Regions from separate parts of the Hordeum vulgare genome. Here region 1 is linked to region 2. The links are chromatin contacts, called in public Hi-C maps. All regions are on one chromosome and are shown on one strand. Each heading gives the region's core, a stretch centred on a gene start, on an enhancer-like site or on the middle of the called end of the contact. The rest is flanking DNA. Distances are from core to core; before and after follow the strand shown.

What was found. A called contact is a pair of places that touch in the nucleus more often than the background predicts.
Region 1: a contact with region 2 is called in a Hi-C map of seedling, with 6 times the contacts expected there. The contact joins the enhancer-like site here to the promoter of LOC123444795 in region 2. A contact is called at or near these places in 2 of 6 Hi-C or Micro-C datasets (leaf and seedling) and 1 of 1 datasets of contacts at active chromatin or transcription factors (embryo).

Annotation. Positions count from the first base shown.
Region 1 is chr3H:537,324,907-537,329,821 of MorexV3_pseudomolecules_assembly, forward strand. No RefSeq gene overlaps it. Among protein-coding and RNA genes, the nearest start is that of LOC123440473, 57 kb to the right of the region's middle. Within about 2 kb of position 3,590, at least 2 of the 3 cell types and tissues checked have open chromatin away from gene starts, as enhancers often do. A contact at or near this core is called in leaf and seedling, where this site is marked.
Region 2 is chr3H:537,118,238-537,123,277 of MorexV3_pseudomolecules_assembly, forward strand. LOC123444795 (polypyrimidine tract-binding protein homolog 3-like) reads right to left here and starts at 3,061. Exons shown (of 15, transcript XM_045121643.1): 1 at 2,909-3,061; 2 at 2,709-2,787; 3 at 2,520-2,591; 4 at 2,337-2,413; 5 at 1,961-2,042; 6 at 1,299-1,428; 7 at 987-1,051; 8 at 837-886; 9 at 713-754; 10 at 470-521; 11 at 213-261; 12 at 97-110. The coding sequence starts at 2,765.

The sequences.
Region 1 (4,915 bases), core at 2,340-4,839, 210 kb after region 2:
TTTCTTTTGAACGCTACAGTAACAACAAGGAGAGAGAGCCCGTGCAATTGTGGTGAGTGTGCTGAAACGCCAGCAAGTGCGGCGTTTTGCGCTTGTTCAGCAACGCCAGCTACGGTGGCGTTTCGGCTTAGACAGCAACGCGAGCTAGTTTGACGTTTTCATATGGAGCAGCAACGCGGTTTAGATCGGCGTTTCTATGTTGAGCAGAAACGTCACGGGCTATGGCGTTGCGAAAAGGACCAGATCGTGAAATACTTTTACGTTGAGCTCATTTCGTGCTATTCTTTGCTGAGAAGGTTAAAACCGTGAAAAAGCTTCCCGCTGACGAGGTGTCCCGTCGAGGGATCTGGCGTCCCTGACCAGCGTAGAGTCCCATCACCGCGCCTTGCCGTTGGTTTTGTCTCCGCCAAGCGCCGTCTCCACCTTGCCGAGGCAAAGCGCCGTCTCCACCTTGCCGAGGCTGCCATTGCTGCTCATGAGTGACACCATCGCCACACAGCAGACCTCAAGCCATTGATGGGATGCCTCACTGCAGTTCATTGGTGGACAAGCTTCACCCGCATTGAGTGAAGACGACGCGAGGAAAGACCAGGACGGGCGACGCGTCTGCCGTCTCGGCCATTGTCACTCTAGCTACCCTCCACCTGCTCGACAGAGTCATGCGCCTGGACTGCCTCGGGCGGCTCCCACCTGAGCTCGCTGGCTTGGCTCGCTCCATGCTGCATGTCAGGCACTCAACGCCATCTCTCTCTGTGTGTGTGTGTGTATTATTTGATTGTTTCTTTATGTGCAATAATCAACTGGAGGTTGTTCTTTGATTTTGTTGGTTCTGGCTCTGAATATTACACAGGTGCTCTTAGAGGTCATAAGGAAATCGCTACATGCCAGCCTGAATGTCGGACTAAAGTCTGACACCTTGAAGGTACTTCTTTTCTGATGTAGGAACTACAGTTTTTGATGGATGATGATAAACTTGATCCTGCCCTATGCTCGACTAAATTGCAGCATAACCTGAACTGCGGTCTGCTAGAGTTTACGTTGTATCCGTCAATATCGTTGAGCTAGCAAGTGCATCAACGCATAATCTTTAAACAGTGTTAGATAGGGCGTGTGTACCAAACTGACTACATGTGCAACTTGCGATAGTGAAGAATCAGAGGCTGGTACAGAAACTTTTCAACAGGAGCATATTTGTAAATTTGAACCCGTCTTTTCGGGATCCACAAGATACAAGTTCAAATAAAATATCAGAAGAATTTTTGTATACTCTAGCATAACAGCACCAAGGGTTTAGACGGTGTTGTGTTGTGCTACTCAGAGAGCCATCAAAAATCATTGTGCTTGGGACACCATGTCAGCTTAAAAGAACTATGTACATTGCAAAAACTGAAGATTTGTTTCACTCTGCCGTTGTAGCAATACTCCTCCCAGTAAAGTACTGCCGCTACTGTCATCTGAACAATTTCCCTAAGATTGTCCTGTGAGTTTCAGAGAACAACTTCTTTACGGTCAGAGTAGTACAGTGATGCAACATAATAAATCATTTCAGAGAACTGCATTTTTCAAAACCAACAGGAGGATTCAGTTTCAGTTTCTTTGGTCTTGTGAGGTGTGTAAATCATGACCAACAAATTAGAAGATCCTAGAGCTGACTTGCTACTTTGTTTTGAGTTCACCTTTGTGAAGTGTGTCTGTACAAAAAAATTATACTTCCATGTCTTTTCTTTTCTGATTAGTTGTTTTTGTTAATGCCGGTGTGGGGAAATCAAGTTCCCAATCATTACTTTTCTTAGGTACAGTGAATTGTTGGCTGTAGAAGACTTGTGTTTGCTTCATTTTAATAAAGATGGGGCAGGGGGAAACCCCTTTCCTTAAAAAAAAGGTACAGTGAATTTTCTAATTTATCGTTCATGTTTTTTTTCCTAGAAAATTTTTTGGTTATGCAAAAGGTATATATGTATCTTTTGATATACTCCCAAATCATGTTTTGATATGCTGTCCATTATAGTGTTGTATTATTTTTCAGATGAATTTCACAATCATTAATCTCAATTAACCATAGCAGATTTCAGTATTCTAGATAAATACGGTTTTGCGCATATGTGTTTCCTTGTGTGGTTTCAATGAAATTTATTGATTTGGTACAATCTTGATCAATTTGATTATTTTTTGTTTCTTACTAGCAAGAAAAGGCTGATCTCATATTTTTTGCAGCATTGGAATTTACTTTTTACATGGCACATTTTGCAGTGGACAATGAGGTGAGAACTTAAAAACTAATCGACCTGATAAATTAGATGTTCAATGTTTATATTTTGTGCCAGATCAGTTTTTACGCTAAATATCCATTGCAAATGTATTCTGCTGAAATTTGTTGGACGCTATCTTTCCTCTCTTGGTTATCTAACATGCATATTCAATATGTCTACTTTTCATAGATATATGAGTTATTCATGGGGAAATATATTTCTCCTTGGTTGTGTTTCAGACATGCATCTAATAATATTTCAGATTTAAAGTTCATGTTGTTGTCAATTTTGTACAAATTCAAATTCCCTTTCAGGCCATCGGTAAGATCAACTCAGATAATAGCTCAAGTTTGTAAAGACACTCAAACAATTTGACACAGATTTGCCGAAGATTTGCCGAAGAGACAGAGTGAGGACACCAAGCCGAGTAGAGGCTAGGTCATGTATGGCGTGCTCTTTTTTTCCTGCTTAGTGGTCAAAACTCTGAAGGTGATCTATATCATACTAAGAGTTTCATGCATTGTCCTTTTTCCCTGTACACCATATACTTAATGAGTGATTCATAGAGTTTCTAGGTTATTGGTATCCTATAAGGTAGGAGCAGACATGCTTTTGTTTTATTTTATGGCAGATTTGTTTCATTCATGTAAGCTTTGCTCCCCTAAATAAGATCTCTTCGGTGACACGTATAATGGAGCAGTAGTTGAGCATTTGTTGAAGTCCTAAAATATTTATCGTATACTCATGACGATGAAACATTTAATAACCATAGTGTTTGTTCCATGGTTTTTTATGTTTTGGATGTTATGCCAATTCAGCATCACCCGCTGCGACGAAGAATGCCTGCTCCTAGGGCTTGAGGAAATAGAGCATCCAGTAAAGAAAGAATTTAAGAAAAAGTACATGTGTGGCAACCACCTTGGACGAAACAGTCGTTCTCTCTTCTGATGAAGAAAGTAACGACAAGACGTGAAGATCAAAAGCCTATCATCCAGAATGCTAACAAGCACGTATGTTACTTAGGCATGTTCTACTTCACTTAGTTCTACTCTTTATCTGCGACTATCTGTCCACGATGATGTATTTGTTTGTTCATTCATGCATGTATGCTACCTAGACATGTGGTTGAACTCAAATAACTTACTGTCTACTCTATTGTCCACTGTCTTTCCATAAACATATCAGCCTGCAAAAGTGCAAAGGGCGCTACTACGTAACGCGCGCGCGCTGTACGACAAGATGTAGCGGCCGTCCATATTAGGCAGGCCACGTGCAGTCCCCTCCACCCCCGCGGCAGTCCCCTCCACCCCCACGCGCACGTGACCATGTCCCACCGTAACCTTCCAACCGAAACCCAATTTCTCCCTCTTAATCCCCCTGTAACTCTCTCCCCTCTCCTCCCCACTTTTCTCCCCAGCCACCGTTGGAGGCCATGGCCTAGATTGGGGAGGGGAGCTTCGTGTCCACCAATAATAGTAGGAATCCAGGCAAAACATCAAATGAAGAAAAGCAAAAAAACAGAAAACTCCGTTAGATTTGTGTATGATCCGGCAACATATCTGGTATAAGAAGAAACGTTTACAAAACAATTTGCCAGCGACGCCAGACCAGGTAAGGTTCCTCCATTCTATTTTTGTACAAGAAAACAAGCAAGATCTCTTGTGTAGTTTGCAAAAAAAAACTCTACTGTACACCCCATGTGCTTGCAACTTTAATTTTGGACCTGAATGTTGAACCTGGTCAGAGGCTTTAATTTTGGATCTGAATGTTGAACCTGGTCAGCGGGTCAAGCGATTTTTCAAGGTGTGTGTAGGCAAGTAGGTCGACGGGTTAGGCGACCTAGTATCAGGTGGTGGGCAAGTTCATTTCGATCGTCTTAGACAATTTCTCAAGGCGTGTGGGTCTGTGTGTAGGCGAGTAGGCCGACGGGTTAGGCGACCTAGCACCCGCTGATGGGCAAGTTCGTTTCAGCCTAGGCGGTTTTTCAAGGTGTGTGTGTGTGCGCGTGCGCGTGTGTGTGTAGGTAAGTAGGTCGGACGGTTAGGCGACCTAGCACCGAGTGGCGGGCGAGTTTGTTTCGGCCGGCTTGGGCGATCTCTCAAGGGTGTTGGTGTGTGTGTGGGCAAGTAGGTCGACGCGTTAGGCGACCTAGCACCGGTGATGGGCGAGTTTGCTTTTGGCTTGCTTAGGCGATTTTTCAAGGGGGTGGGGTGTGTGTAGGCGAATAGGTCGGAGGGTTAGGTTTCCGAGCATCGGGTGGCGGGCGAGTTCGTTTCGGCTGGCTTAGGTGATTTCTCAAGGGGTGTGTGGGGGTGTGTGTGTATGCGAGTAGGCCTACGGGTTAGGCGACCTAGCACCTGATGGTGGGCGAGTTCGTTTCGGCCAACTTAGGCGATTTTTCAAAGTGTGTGTGTGTGTGTGTGTAGGTGAGTAGGTCGGCGGGTTAGGCGACCTAGCACCGAGTGGCAGACGAGTTCGTTTCGGACAGCTTGGGCGATTTCTCAAAGGGTGTGGGCGTTTGTGTGGGCGAGTAAGTCAACGGGTTAGGCGACCTAGCACCCTATGGTGGGCGAGTTTGCTTTTGGCCTGCTTAGGCGATTTTTCAAGGGGTGTGGGGTGTGTGTAGGAGAATAAGTCGACGGGTTAGGCGACCGAGCACCGAGTGG
Region 2 (5,040 bases), core at 1,811-4,310:
TAGGGTCCGTACTAAAATCTCTAAAAGACATATATTTAGGAACGGAGGGAGTAACAGACAGAGTGCAGAATTGGGACGATTTCAAATAATACAGACCTGTCCATATGCAGCTGTATCCCAGAAAGAAGATCAAAGGAAAGAAGTTAATATATTTGTTATAAGACGACAAAAGTGAGTAATGAAAAATGTGAAGGAAAGTTACAATGTCTTACCTCCAGGCTGTTGGAAACCAAAAAGGCCACTAGGATCATTATAACCAAGCTGTTCAGAATAATAGATAAAAGAGAGGCTTAATACTTAGCTTGGCCACTAAATGATCCAAACTAAAATGCAACAAACATTAGAGTAGTACTCCCTCCGTCCCAAAATAAATGTCTTAACCTTAGTATAACTTTGTACAAGAGCTAGTACAAAGACATTTATTTTGGGACGGAGGGAGTAGAAGATAACACAAAGAGGAGTAAACTACCTGAGAGGACCTTGGACGTTGCTCCGTGGGCAAAGATGGATTTGTGAAATCTCTGAGGAAAAAAACATAAAGAAGTGGCTTTCAAAATCTATGAATAAAATAAATGAGTAATTACATACAATGTACACTTGAGAAACCATAATGTGCTGAAATCTATCATGGATGAAAGCAACTTCTGCTAGCTGTTCAACCAAACTAATAAAAATAAACCAAGCGGAACTTATAAAAATTAAATCATCTTACCTAGATCTATCATTGTTGTAGTGAACTTGCAACTCACTGAGACTGGGAATTCAAGAAAACAAGATAAGGCTCAGGAGTAAAATGTTACCAAAAAAAAAAACAAGGGAACTGCTTGAGGACATACTTTGAGTACTGAATATCTAGCTGGCAGCAACCATCATAAATGTTTCGTCCCTGAAATTATTTAGTTTGGTGGATGTCAAGAGATTCATATTCATAGCAAAGGCATACGGACATCAAATTCTGAAAGTTGTATATGCAACAGGAGACTTACATGCAAAGCACCAGCTGCTTGTATTGCACTCTGCCGTGACTGGAACTGTATAAGGGTTTGAAAGCCTACATAACCAAAAAATGAGTACTGTAATAGCAAACACGAGTCCTTTTATTCAACATGTGGTAACTTATCGATATTTCTAGTGGAAAGGGATATGTGCTACTATACTAGGAAATGGCTATTTAAAAAAAATGCAGTTGAAAGCAACATGAAAAACACATCGATTGCGTGATATCTATCTATGAAGAAAATAAGCATGCATGCAATACGAGAGTGAGAACTGAGAATTAGAGACGGGAAGAATCTGACCAGCTGTCTTTTGAAATGTGACAATCTTCTCCACAAATCCATAAGGAGAAAACACTTGATGAAGCACTTCGACGGTCATAGGATAGAGCATATGATGAACGGTAACTAAGAGAATTCGGTTGGGTTCATCCTGAGGCCCAGCAGCAGACGAGTACCGAGAAAGAATAGAGGAGAGAGAGAGAAGAATGAATAGAGAAGAATAGGTATCTAGTTGGAATAGAAGAGAGTAGAGAGATCATGTAAACTAAATTAGTAAGCTACAGCAAATGATGAAAAGGCAGGTGAAAAAACAACAGTATGAAAAGTTAATAAATTTTATGTTTAATGACTTAGTATTTTACTTTAGTTTTAATGTATTAATTAATCTATAATAGTATACATGGTTGCTGGCACGAGAAAATATATTTTTTAGCAGCACACTATGGAAGGCCCGAACAATAAAAATAGATTTGAGCAACCTAGCACCTAATTCATGGAAAGATCCCACTATGTTACATTAGAAAAAGAGCAACCCACGCTCTAAACAGAAGGAATGAAAACACGGCAATATGTTTACATGCAGAGATCATAGAATACATAAATACACAAAACTGCCGATAACCTATAGAAAACAAATCATGCTAATAGTGTGGAACCCAAATTGCATCTGGATAATTATGTACCTGATCAGGATTCCGTCCATGAGAGCTCTGATCAGTATTCAATTCTTGATGAGAAGAATACTGCAAGTACACATTTCTTCCCCTGATATGGAAGGAGCATGGTAAACGTCACATAATGGCATGGAAATCAACTTCACTATTAGATTTGTAAAAAATTAATGGAAGTATATAACAACATTAAGCAAGACAATGCAACTTTAACCTCTCACAATCCAAATCACAAATGACGCAACTCTCTGCCATTGTGGATAATCACAACACAGAGAACATAATAATTCAAAAAGTAGCTCTACAGAAAGAAAACGGCTGACACTGAACCACCAAGAGGTAGGAAATCCCTACGATGCAACCACGTCAGGTCCAAGAAGAAGATTACCTCACGCTAGGTTGAATAGTAGTGTAGTACTGGATGGCGCTAATTGAGGAAGAAAGGTCCTCCATCTGGACAAGGGCCTGCAGTGGCAGTGGCACAAACGCCACATTACAATCATACAAAACTGCAAACGCGCATCCACCTAACAACTGAAACTCGTGAGAACGGACGAGGCCGAGAGGTCACCTGATTCTTGGCACGCAGCATGACGACCTTGGCGACCGCGCCAAACGGCTGCACCACCTGGAGCAGGTCAGTCTGCATACACAACGAGAAGGCCGAAAAGATCAGGCTTTGAACCGGACAACGGAACAATCCGGGCGAGAAATTCCGCCGAACAGCTCTACAGAAAAAAAGGGGCCGGGATTCACTCGCCTCGGAGATCTCATGCCCGACGTTCCGGATGTGGATCACCCTGGAGGGCTCGGCCATCCTTGCCCCCGACACAGCAACTCTAATCGCGCGCAGCAAAACAACAGCAATAACAGATTAGTCCACTAGGGTTCGAGAAGCGAGCTGGCTCGATCCGTACAGCCCAGGAGGCGAGCGCGGGAGGGGGCGGGGAGGAGCGGTACCTTCGTCTGCTAGGGTTTTAGCAGTTGGGCGGAGGATCTAGGGTTTAGACGAGGGGGAGGAAAGGGGAGAGGGATGGACGGATGGAGAACCGGGGATTTCAGAGGAGCCGGATTTGTTCGGGATTTGGGATTAGGTGAGGAGCGCACGCCTGTTTCTGTTTGACGGGGGCGAGCCCGAGAGGAGAGACCGACAGGCTTTGACGGCTGTACGCACGCGCTCGTGGAAGCAAGGGTCCTGTGCCTTTGGGCCAAATTCACGTTTTTTTTTACCATTTTTACTAACTTTAGCCCGATCCGACCTTATTTGCAGAAATAAAAATGGATCTGACCATTTTTTCTCTATCGTCACCCCCCGTGGTGATATGGTGATAAGCATATACGGAGTACATCTTAGAGCATGTACAATAATTGATAAGATATTTTTATTTTAAATCTTGCATTTATTTAGAGATGACAAAAAAGACTTACAATGAATGATCTTTTAGTTTTATCTTCAATAACTAGTTATTTCTAAAAACATGGTCACACATATTGTGTTAAAAGATCATCCATTGTCTTCTCTTATATGAGAAGACAAACTTTTTCTTGTGAGTTCTCTTTCCTTCACGTCATCATTTATCCTATGGGTCACTTCTAAGATAACATTATTGTACATAGCCTTACCGTCACTCGTTGTATCGGTAGAGGTCGGATCAACGCAGATGGCATCGTCGGATCATCAGGGTCAAATGACGTTGTCTGCATTGACCCGACCCCTACCGCCACAGAAAGTAACATTAGGGTATATGTGTCACGGTTGTTGTTTACGCATTTACAAACATGTTCAACGGATTATAAGTTAAATTACCACATTAAAACATGAAATATATGACGATGAATATTAGGAGTGTGAATATTACGGCGACTATCGGGGTATGTGCGACACGCTTACCTACGAGACGACAGGTTCTTCAGCATGAAGCTTGACGAGGCCTTCAAAGTTTATATGGTACGCAACGATGACAAGGTTTTTTCGTAATTAAACATGCATGACTTTTGTTTCTTTGCTTCAACGTGTAATTTTTGTTTTATACAATTCGACTAGTTCTTCCCTTGCCATGCAAGAAGATATGTGTTGGAGAGGCTCGGTTTCGAAGACCACGAGAGTATGGAGACGGGGAGAGTTAACCTGAGGACTATACATGGTCACACATTTGTGATCAAAGTAATTAATTTAATTTTTAACACCAAAATAGGATGTCCAAATTGGGAAGATCTTTGCAGTGCATATGGATTTCAGGATGGTACGCAAATAACCTTCGATCTTTGTCCCGAAGATAATATGCGAGGCAACATCGACATTCGGGTGGTTGTCGATATGTTTCCTGTTTTACCTCCATGTGAGTTCCTCAACCATATTTGTCAAGTAATTTGCATTCCATATTTAGAAATACTTGGTGTTCATCCATATACTAAATTTGTTAAATTATAATTTACTGCTTATTTCGTTTCTTCGAGTGAATTATGGAAATTAATTGACACGACACACTACACGTATAGATCACATCTAACTTGGGAGGAGAAGGATGTTCTTCTCTACTTTCTTGTTGGTGTCCTGGTTTGTAGGGATAACTTCCCGTATAATTTGGAAATTGACCAAAATTATACATTTTACATGCCACTAGTGCATAGGTTGAGGGTGGGTGACATTTCCGAAATATCTTGGTAAGAGTTTCCTAATTAAGTACGCTCTACTATTACATAAATGATGTTGATTACATTGCTAACTAGGTTATTATTATGTTCTTCACCAGCAACTGCCAAATGATGTAGTGCCTCTGTTGATGCATCCAGAAGATCATATGAAAATTAAAAGCCCGCTGAGGGCTGAGTTCGATGCTCCATACTCGAGTAACCGCAAATCAAAAAGACTCTAAATTGAAGCATGGAGAGAAATAAAGAAAGATCGCAAGCCACAAGTTGGAGACCATTGGATCTCTGTGGTTCATTGATACGTCTCCATCGTATCTACTTTTTCAAACTCTTTTGCCCTTGTTTTGGACTCTAATTTGCATGATTTGAATGGAACTAACCTGGACTGACGTTGTTTTCAGCAGAATTGCCTTGGTGTTATTTTTGTGCAGAAATCAAAG